Linked DNA regions of Sus scrofa: region 1 is linked to region 2. Evidence: chromatin contacts called from public Hi-C data. All regions are on one chromosome and are shown on one strand. The core of a region is the stretch at or near the end of the contact, and the rest is flanking DNA. Distances in the headings are between cores, read along the strand shown.

What was found. A called contact is a pair of places that touch in the nucleus more often than the background predicts.
Region 1: a contact with region 2 is called in a Hi-C map of undifferentiated spermatogonia, with 1.6 times the contacts expected there. The contact joins the promoter of LOC110261334 here to the enhancer-like site in region 2. A contact is called at or near these places in 1 of 5 promoter capture datasets (liver), 7 of 47 Hi-C or Micro-C datasets (embryonic fibroblasts, epiblast stem cells, mesenchymal stem cells and 4 more) and 1 of 2 datasets of contacts at active chromatin or transcription factors (alveolar macrophages).

Annotation. Positions count from the first base shown.
Region 1 is chr6:63,041,953-63,045,516 of Sscrofa11.1, forward strand. LOC110261334 (zinc finger protein 324A-like) reads left to right here and starts at 1,312. Exons shown (of 4, transcript XM_021097374.1): 1 at 1,312-1,537; 2 at 1,656-1,694; 3 at 3,211-3,337. The coding sequence starts at 1,316.
Region 2 is chr6:62,779,310-62,783,109 of Sscrofa11.1, forward strand. The region is part of intron 1 of LOC110261340 (a long non-coding RNA gene); the gene reads right to left. Among named protein-coding and RNA genes, the nearest start is that of ZNF135, 27 kb to the left of the region's middle. Within about 2 kb of position 2,087, at least 44 of the 83 cell types and tissues checked have an H3K27ac peak or open chromatin away from gene starts, as enhancers often do. A contact at or near this core is called in alveolar macrophages, retroperitoneal adipose tissue, skeletal muscle and 2 more, where this site is marked.

The DNA of each region.
Region 1 (3,564 bases), core at 62-2,561, 260 kb after region 2:
AAGTGATGGAGTTCTTGCTGTGGTGCAGGAGGTTAAGGATCCACTGCAGTGGCTTGGGTCGACAGTGTGGTGCAAGTTCGATCCCTGGCCCAGGAACTTATGCATGCCACGAACACAACGGAGGCGGGGGGCGGGGGGATCATCGACTTGACACAGATTAGTTTCATATTGAGTTACAACAGCTCTATTCGGTGGGTACCACTATTGTACCATTGTATGTATTGTTAGAACAGCGGAGTCAAGAGAAACAGAGGCTGAAGCAGTGAGCTCACAATCAGGTTTATTAACCTAGTGGCAGGGAACATTGAGCGGAGAGAACTCAGGCTCCCCGATTCTGGGGCAAGGGCTTTTTTATAGTTAGGGTTTCATGTGATAGGTGACAGTTTCAAGGAAAAAAGGGAAGGGGGCTTGGGAATCAGGGATGGAGGGTGTAGGTCATTAAATGTGAATTTTAACAGCCCTTTGGTCTCTGTTTATTTTGAGGTTTAACAGCTCCTTAAATTATCTTGGACCTGGGGCCTGCATCCCTGCTGAGTCTGTTTTTCCTGTTTGCTTGGTGTCTGGAGCCCGGGTGGAATCTCGATGGTAGGGTTATGTTACATCCTCCATTTGGTATCCGCCCCCCTCCAGTTTACATATACCACCTAATATGTATGAGGACTAAGCACCCTGCAAAAAAGACCATCAGCGTGAAGTGCAGAGGAAATCTTTTATCCTCTGTCAGCAGTAGTCAGTCTGTATTGAGGCCGCCCTTCCTTCAGATTTTATGTGTCGGAGACAGGGAGGTCGGTCTTCCCCACAAAAGGCACAAGAAATTAACATCGTGACATGCTGGTAAGACCTGGAGGACCTGGGGACAAGCAAGTCAGCTAAGTACTTTTTGCGGGGTCCAGCCGAGCAAGGAAAATAAATGGTTGGAGGAAGTCTCAGAGAAGGATGTCAGAGGCTAGAAAAACTTAGGGCACGGGCTGTTCCCCACCTGCGGGGACGCAGACTCGCAGAGGTCCAACCGCGTCCTAGTCGGGGTCCAAGGAAGGAGGCGCGGGGTGGGAACTGCCGTGGGCTTTTGTCCCAGTCCCGCGCCTCGGCAGGTCTATTTCTGCACCTTCAGTGTTTCTCCGCAGCGCGGGGCCACCAGCTAGGAATCCTTCCCACGCGCAGCCGGGGACTCCACTCCCGGCCCCGCCCCGCCCCCCCGGCGCGCTTTGCCGTTGCCGTGGAAACCGGGAGGGCTCCGCCCACAGTGCCGTAAGGCAGGCGGGAACCACGCCTCCCAGAAGGCTCTGCGCGTGCGTCAACAGCACGACCCCGACCAATGAGGGCTCTCGAGATTGCACTTCCGGCGTCCGGGACTGTCACCTGGCTGCCGGCGTCGGGCCGCTCCGGTGACGGCCGAAGCGCGCCGGGTGGGGGCCGGTTTTGTTGGAGGGTCTGGAGGCCAGTGGTGCCGGCAGCAAGGAAGGCGCGGCCGGGAACCCAAGACGTCGTCAGCGGAGACTGCGGGCTCCCTGCCGGTCCCCGGCCTCAGTTTCCCGAGGTGTGGCGTGGGAATCACTCGAGCCACGTGCTCTCTGGCCCCCGTGCCGCCCCACCGCGGCGCCCTTGGCAGAGGGGAGAGTGAGGCCCGGCACCAGGACGCCCGCATCTTTCTACAGGTTCCGATGGCGGCAGTGACGCAGACAGACTCAGCTCAGGTGAATAACGGGAGCCCCAGGCCCCCAACCGCCCTGATGCCTCCTCCATGGTCCCGAGTCCCGACCGAGGGAGGCACTTTTTCTGGACGTTTTATTTTCCCCTCGCGCTTGGTCCTAGGCACAGGCGTCCCGGCTGCTTGGGCGTGCACGCGTGTGATCCCCACTTCTGGCAGCCAAGGGGGTGAGGTGTGGAGGGAAGTTCTAAGGGAAGCGTCCCCCTTGTGCAAAAGCAGGGAGGGAAGCCTGCGTCTAGGCGCTTCTGGAACTGAGCTACTCGACAGGCAGAGGCATGTGTGCTTGAAAGAGCAGATGGAGGAGTTAAGACTATTCCGAGAGCACCAGGAGAGTGGACTTGTTGCTGTTTTATAAGGTATCTCACGTTTGCTGAGTGAGGAACAGACTTAGAGGGGGTGCTGGTGTGCAGGGAGGAGGCTACCACTACAGTCAGTGGAATTAGGAAAAGCCTTTGAACTCTGGATAGATCTGCTGATGCTTCAAGGGCAGTGTGAGTGTTCTAAGTGAAGAGCCGTTCGCCTGAGCACCCGGAAGAATGGAGCCGCCTAGCACTTTCACAGGTCCTCCCCTGGGCAGTGGGGCCAGGATTTGGTAGCTGGTGCTTAAACTGAAAACCCTTGATTACATCCTTGCCTTGGGCAAGAGATGTATTCTCAGTGGGACAGAGAATAAGAAGAACGGAGCTGTAGACAAAACCAGGCATTTGCAGGGAATGTCGATTTCAGGGGAAACTGGCAAGAGTCTGCGATGTCTCCGAGTGGAGGAGTCACAGGGACCTGGAAGGAGTAGACACCCAAGGACACCCCAGTCCTGTCGTCCTTAGTGAGGCAGGGTCTGGGGATCAGACTTAGCAGGGGGGGATCTCAGGGACTCAGATGGGGACAGCCGTGGGCATCTCGGGCTCGAGGGAGAGGAGGAATGGCTAGCAGTCCCTGGGGCTCTCCGAGGTCGTCTGGCAGGTGGCAGAGGAAAAGGAGAGAGGCAGCCAAGTGAGAAGGAAATAGGGGGGCCTGGCGCTGGAGGGAGAAAGGAACTGGCTTCTTGTCTGCCTGCCAGATTCTTGGGGGCAGCCTTGTGGGAGTTGAGGGGATCAGCCAGTCCTTCAGGTTTGAAGAGCAGCTTTGAAATGTCAGGCGGGTTGAGCACAGGAGGGTGGCCCTCCAGGGATGGGCACGTGCTAATGGGGCTGCTACAGTTACTGACGGCAAGAGCAGCGTGGGTGCCTGTGGAAAAAGTCCTCTTGTATAAAGGCCGGAGGCCCAGCGGAAGCCGGGGGCTTGCTCTGGCTGCCGGGTGGGGTGTGGTCTGGAGGGTGGAGTGGGGTGGTGGCTGAGGAGGCCCAGATGGGCAACGGAGGAGGGCCCCGGACAGGTGAGGGGGTTCCATCTGCAGAGGCTTGGTCAAGGAGGCGGAGCGTCTGAGGGACATCAGGGGCGGTCGCCAGCTGGTCATGGGTCACACAGATGTCTCTTAGATCATGTCCACGTTGCAACTCTCGTAGGGTCTGATGGCTTTTGAAGATGTGGCTGTGTACTTCTCCCGAGAGGAGTGGGGGCTTCTGGACACAGCCCAGAGGGCCTTGTACCGCCGTGTGACGCTGGAGAACTTCGCACTCCTGGCCTCGCTGGGTAAGGCTTGGTCCTGCGTAGGAAGCTCGGTTGCCAGCCTGGGCTGCCAGCATTAACCTCTTATGTCGTGGTGGCCTGGGAGCAGCCGCACGCTGCTGACAGAGTGTCCCTGTTCGCTGTGGCGCCCTCTGCTTAGTCCTTCCTGGTGCTGCCAGCCCAGTTCTTTCGCACCCGCGGCTGTTCCCAGGCTAGGGGTCAAATCAGAGTTGCAGCTGCTGGCCTACACC
Region 2 (3,800 bases), core at 837-3,336:
AACTCAGTTTGTAAGAATGGTATTGCCAGCACTGCCCCCCCCAAAAAAAATCCCTCATGGATAGGAGAAAAATTACAAAAGAATGTCACTTACAAAGATGTTTATGCCTTTTGTTTAACAGTTACAATGTTGGTAAACTCATTCCAACAGTGTTTGTTACATACTTGATACATGTAACATCAAACATGCAAAGTTTGACACTAAAACAAATATATCACTGGAACTTCAGTTTCTAAACATGTGAAAGGGTGAGGTATCAGAACTGCTCCTGATATTAAAATAACTGAAAATCTGAAATGGTTCAGTGGAAAACCTACACCCATTTCTGGAAATGGCCTGGTCTACACACAGAGCCAGGTAGGAGGTGTGAAAAGTCACCCAAAACGTGGGAATCTAGAGTGAGTGTGCCCGGGGCTGGCTCTGGGATCCGCTGCCCTGTCCCTGAGCTATGGGTACCCAGCGAGGGGCTAGGCTTGGCCCGCTCTCTGAGTGGGCCTGGTTTTGTGTTTGTGCGGCAGCGGTGCTGGGTGAGTTTGTGCATTTTCAGTTTTGGGAATAAAATCTAAGGGAATAAAAATATCAATATGGCAGGGCGTTCCCATCGTGGCTCAGCAGAAACAAATCCGACTAGTATCCATAAGTATGTGGGTTCGATCCCTGGCCTCACTCAGTGGGTTAAGGATCTGGCATAGCCGTGAGCCATGGTATAGGTCGCAAATGTGGCCCGGATCCCGTGTTGCTGTGGCTGTGGTGTAGGCCAGCGGCTACAGCTCCAATTCAGCCCCTAGCCTGGGAACTTCCACATGTGGCAGATGTGGCACTTAAAAAAAAAAGAAAGAAAATTAATGCAGCAAATGGGAGTTCAGGGCCAAGCCAGGCCTCTCCCCACCCCCAATGGATCCTAAAGGGTGGAGACAAATCGCCTTCAAACAGGGCCCCCACCTCCAGGCCTAGCTGCACCCAGAGCCCCCTCTCTCCACATTCCCACCTCAGATGACTCAGGGTATTCACAGGGTCTCCTGGCCTCACCCAGAGATGACTCGCCCACTATAAGGGGGGCAGGGGTCCCTTTAGAATGAGAAATGGAGCAAGGGAGTGTCTTTAGTATCTCAGCTGCCTTCCTCAGTCTCTGCCAAAAATGCACACTCTGGACCCACTCAAGAGGAGAGGCAGACAATCAAGAGACATCCTTCACAACTGGCCTGGGCTCCCCAAATGCCTCCTCAAGACTGGGAACTCAAGGAAGTCACAGACCCAAGGCCAAAGAAGACGGGGCCCTGGGCTGGCTGGGGCCCAGGAGTAGACATGTTTCCAGGAAGTTGTTGGGGTGACGGGGGAACAGGGACCAGACCCTGGTATGGAGGTGAAGATGGTGGAAATGTCCAGCTTAGCTGAGAGACAGGTGTATATATAACGGGCGGTGGAAGGGAGAAGAGGGAGGGTACGGGAGAGAGAGGCAGATACAAATATAACAACAGGTGAACGTGAACAAAGGGTATGCAGAAGTTCTATGACCTTTTCTATACATTTGAAAGTTTCTTATAAAGGTTTAAAAACAATTCTCAGCGGCCCCCACAGCCCCCTGCCGTCTGAGCCATCCTTGCCCTGCCACGACTGGGTTTCCCTCGCCCACCCAGGAGGTCCCAGAGCAGAGGCAGGCACCTCATTCAAACCGAATCCACGCGGGTGACTGGGGGGAAAGGCAGGGCGACCCAAGGGCAGAGACAACCTCCATTCCAGGATGCTGCTCAGGACGGCTAAGCACGGCCCTTGCTCCCGAACACAGGGCCTCCCCGCTCCCACCTGGGCGCCCATGAGGGGCACACTCAGCCCTCGAGCCCCCTCCCAGGACACACATCTAGGGCCTCGTGACCCTTCCCCATCGACGGCACACGGGAAGTGATGCCTGGCCTCTCCCCGACGAGGGCCGACCCCTGCCCCGCCCCTCCCGTCACCTCCGAACGCGGACGCGTGCGCCAGCGGGTCAGATCGTTAAACCCTCCGGCCCCAAGGCGTAGGGACAGACTGCGCGAGCGCGCGGAGCCCGCGACTCCCAGAAGGCAGCGGGGAAAAGGGGGCGGGCCGAAGGCGCGACGACAGAGAGGACAACCAATTAAAGGCCGAGCTATCCTCGCGAGACCCTCGCTCCTTCCTCCAGGCGCCTGAGCCGTCCTTGATGCCATGGCAACGACGTAAACAAGAAGAGCCGAGGGACCAGGGGAGGAAGGAGGGCAACGCAGAGCAGAGGTGGCAAGGAAAAGTGAGGACACCCCACCCCGCAAAAGGACGCGCACACCAACGATGGCGAGACCAGGAAGCCCAGAATCCCAGAGACAGCGAGATACAGAGGACAGACACAAGGAGACTGACAGATGGAGACGGCCAAAGGGGCGAAGTCGGACTCAGAGAAGGGGAGATCCAGAGACTGGGAAGCTCCTATGTGGAGAGAGAGCCAGACAGAGGCAGACAGAAATAGACAGACCTAGAATGAGGAAGACAGAGTCCCTGGCAAAGAAGACCTAAAGATGAAGGCAGGGAAGATGAGAAGCAGAAACAAGGAGACGACAGAGACCCGCAGCCCTAGAAATAGAGATGGGGACACGACACCCAGAGACAGGGATGTGGGGGCAAAAAAGGAGGCTCTGCATGTGCAGGGAACTGACAGAATTCGAAGACTACCCCTGCTGGGGGTTCCAGGAGTCGCTAAAGTGGAGGAAAATGTAAGAGGAGCATCTGTGGTAAGTGATGTGCTCTGAAACCCAAAAGAGGCATCCTCAGTAGACAGGGCCAGGAGACTGCTTCCCATTCCAGAATTTTCTGGTTTTTATTTTATATTGTTTTATTTTACTTTATTTGCTTTTTAGGGCCGCACCTGTAGCATATGGTAGTTCCCAAGCTACAGGTGGAATCGGAGCTACAGCTGCCGCCCTACGCCACAGCCACAGCTACGTGGGAGCCAAGCGCGTCTGCAGTCTACGCCACAGCTCATGGCAACGCTGGATCTCTGACAGAATGAGGCCAGGGATGGAATCACATCCTCATGGATACTAGTCAGATTTATTTCTGCTGCACCACGATGGGAATTCCCCATTCCAGAAGTTTCTAAGTGGCAGTTTATGAGGCTGTCATCTTCTGTGAGCTGATTTTATTATTTTTTATTTTCTTTTTTCAAGATTTTTATTTTTATTATAGTTGATTTACAATGTTCTGTCAATTTCTGCTGTAGAGCAAAGTGACCCAGTCATACATATATATATACATTCTTTTTCTCACATTATTCTCCATCATGTTCCATCACAGGTGACTAGATATAGTTCTAGTCACTATACAGCAGGATCTAATTGTGTGAGTTAATTTTTTAAAACGTATCGCTTCTCGGCCTTTTGGCTAAGATCAAGTGTAATTTTTTAAAACGTTTCCCTGGGAGATGCCTGGGTGGCCTAGTAGGTTAAGGATCCGGCATTGTCACTGCTGTAGCTTGGGTCACTGCTCTGGCGACGGTTGGATCCCTGGCCCAGGAACTGCGGGCATGGCCAATAAATAAATAAATGTTTCCCTGAACATTTTTTTTTTTTTGTCTTTTTGTCTTTTCTAGGGCCGCACCTGCGGCATATGGAGGTTCCCAGGTTAGGGGTCTAATCGGAGCCATAGCCACCAGACTACGCCACAGCCACAGCAACGTGGGATCCAAGCCGTGTCTGCAACCTACACCACAGTTCACGGCAACGCCGGATCCTTAACCCACTGAGCAAGGCCAGGGATGAAACCCGAAACCTCATGGTTCCTAGTCGGGTTCGTTA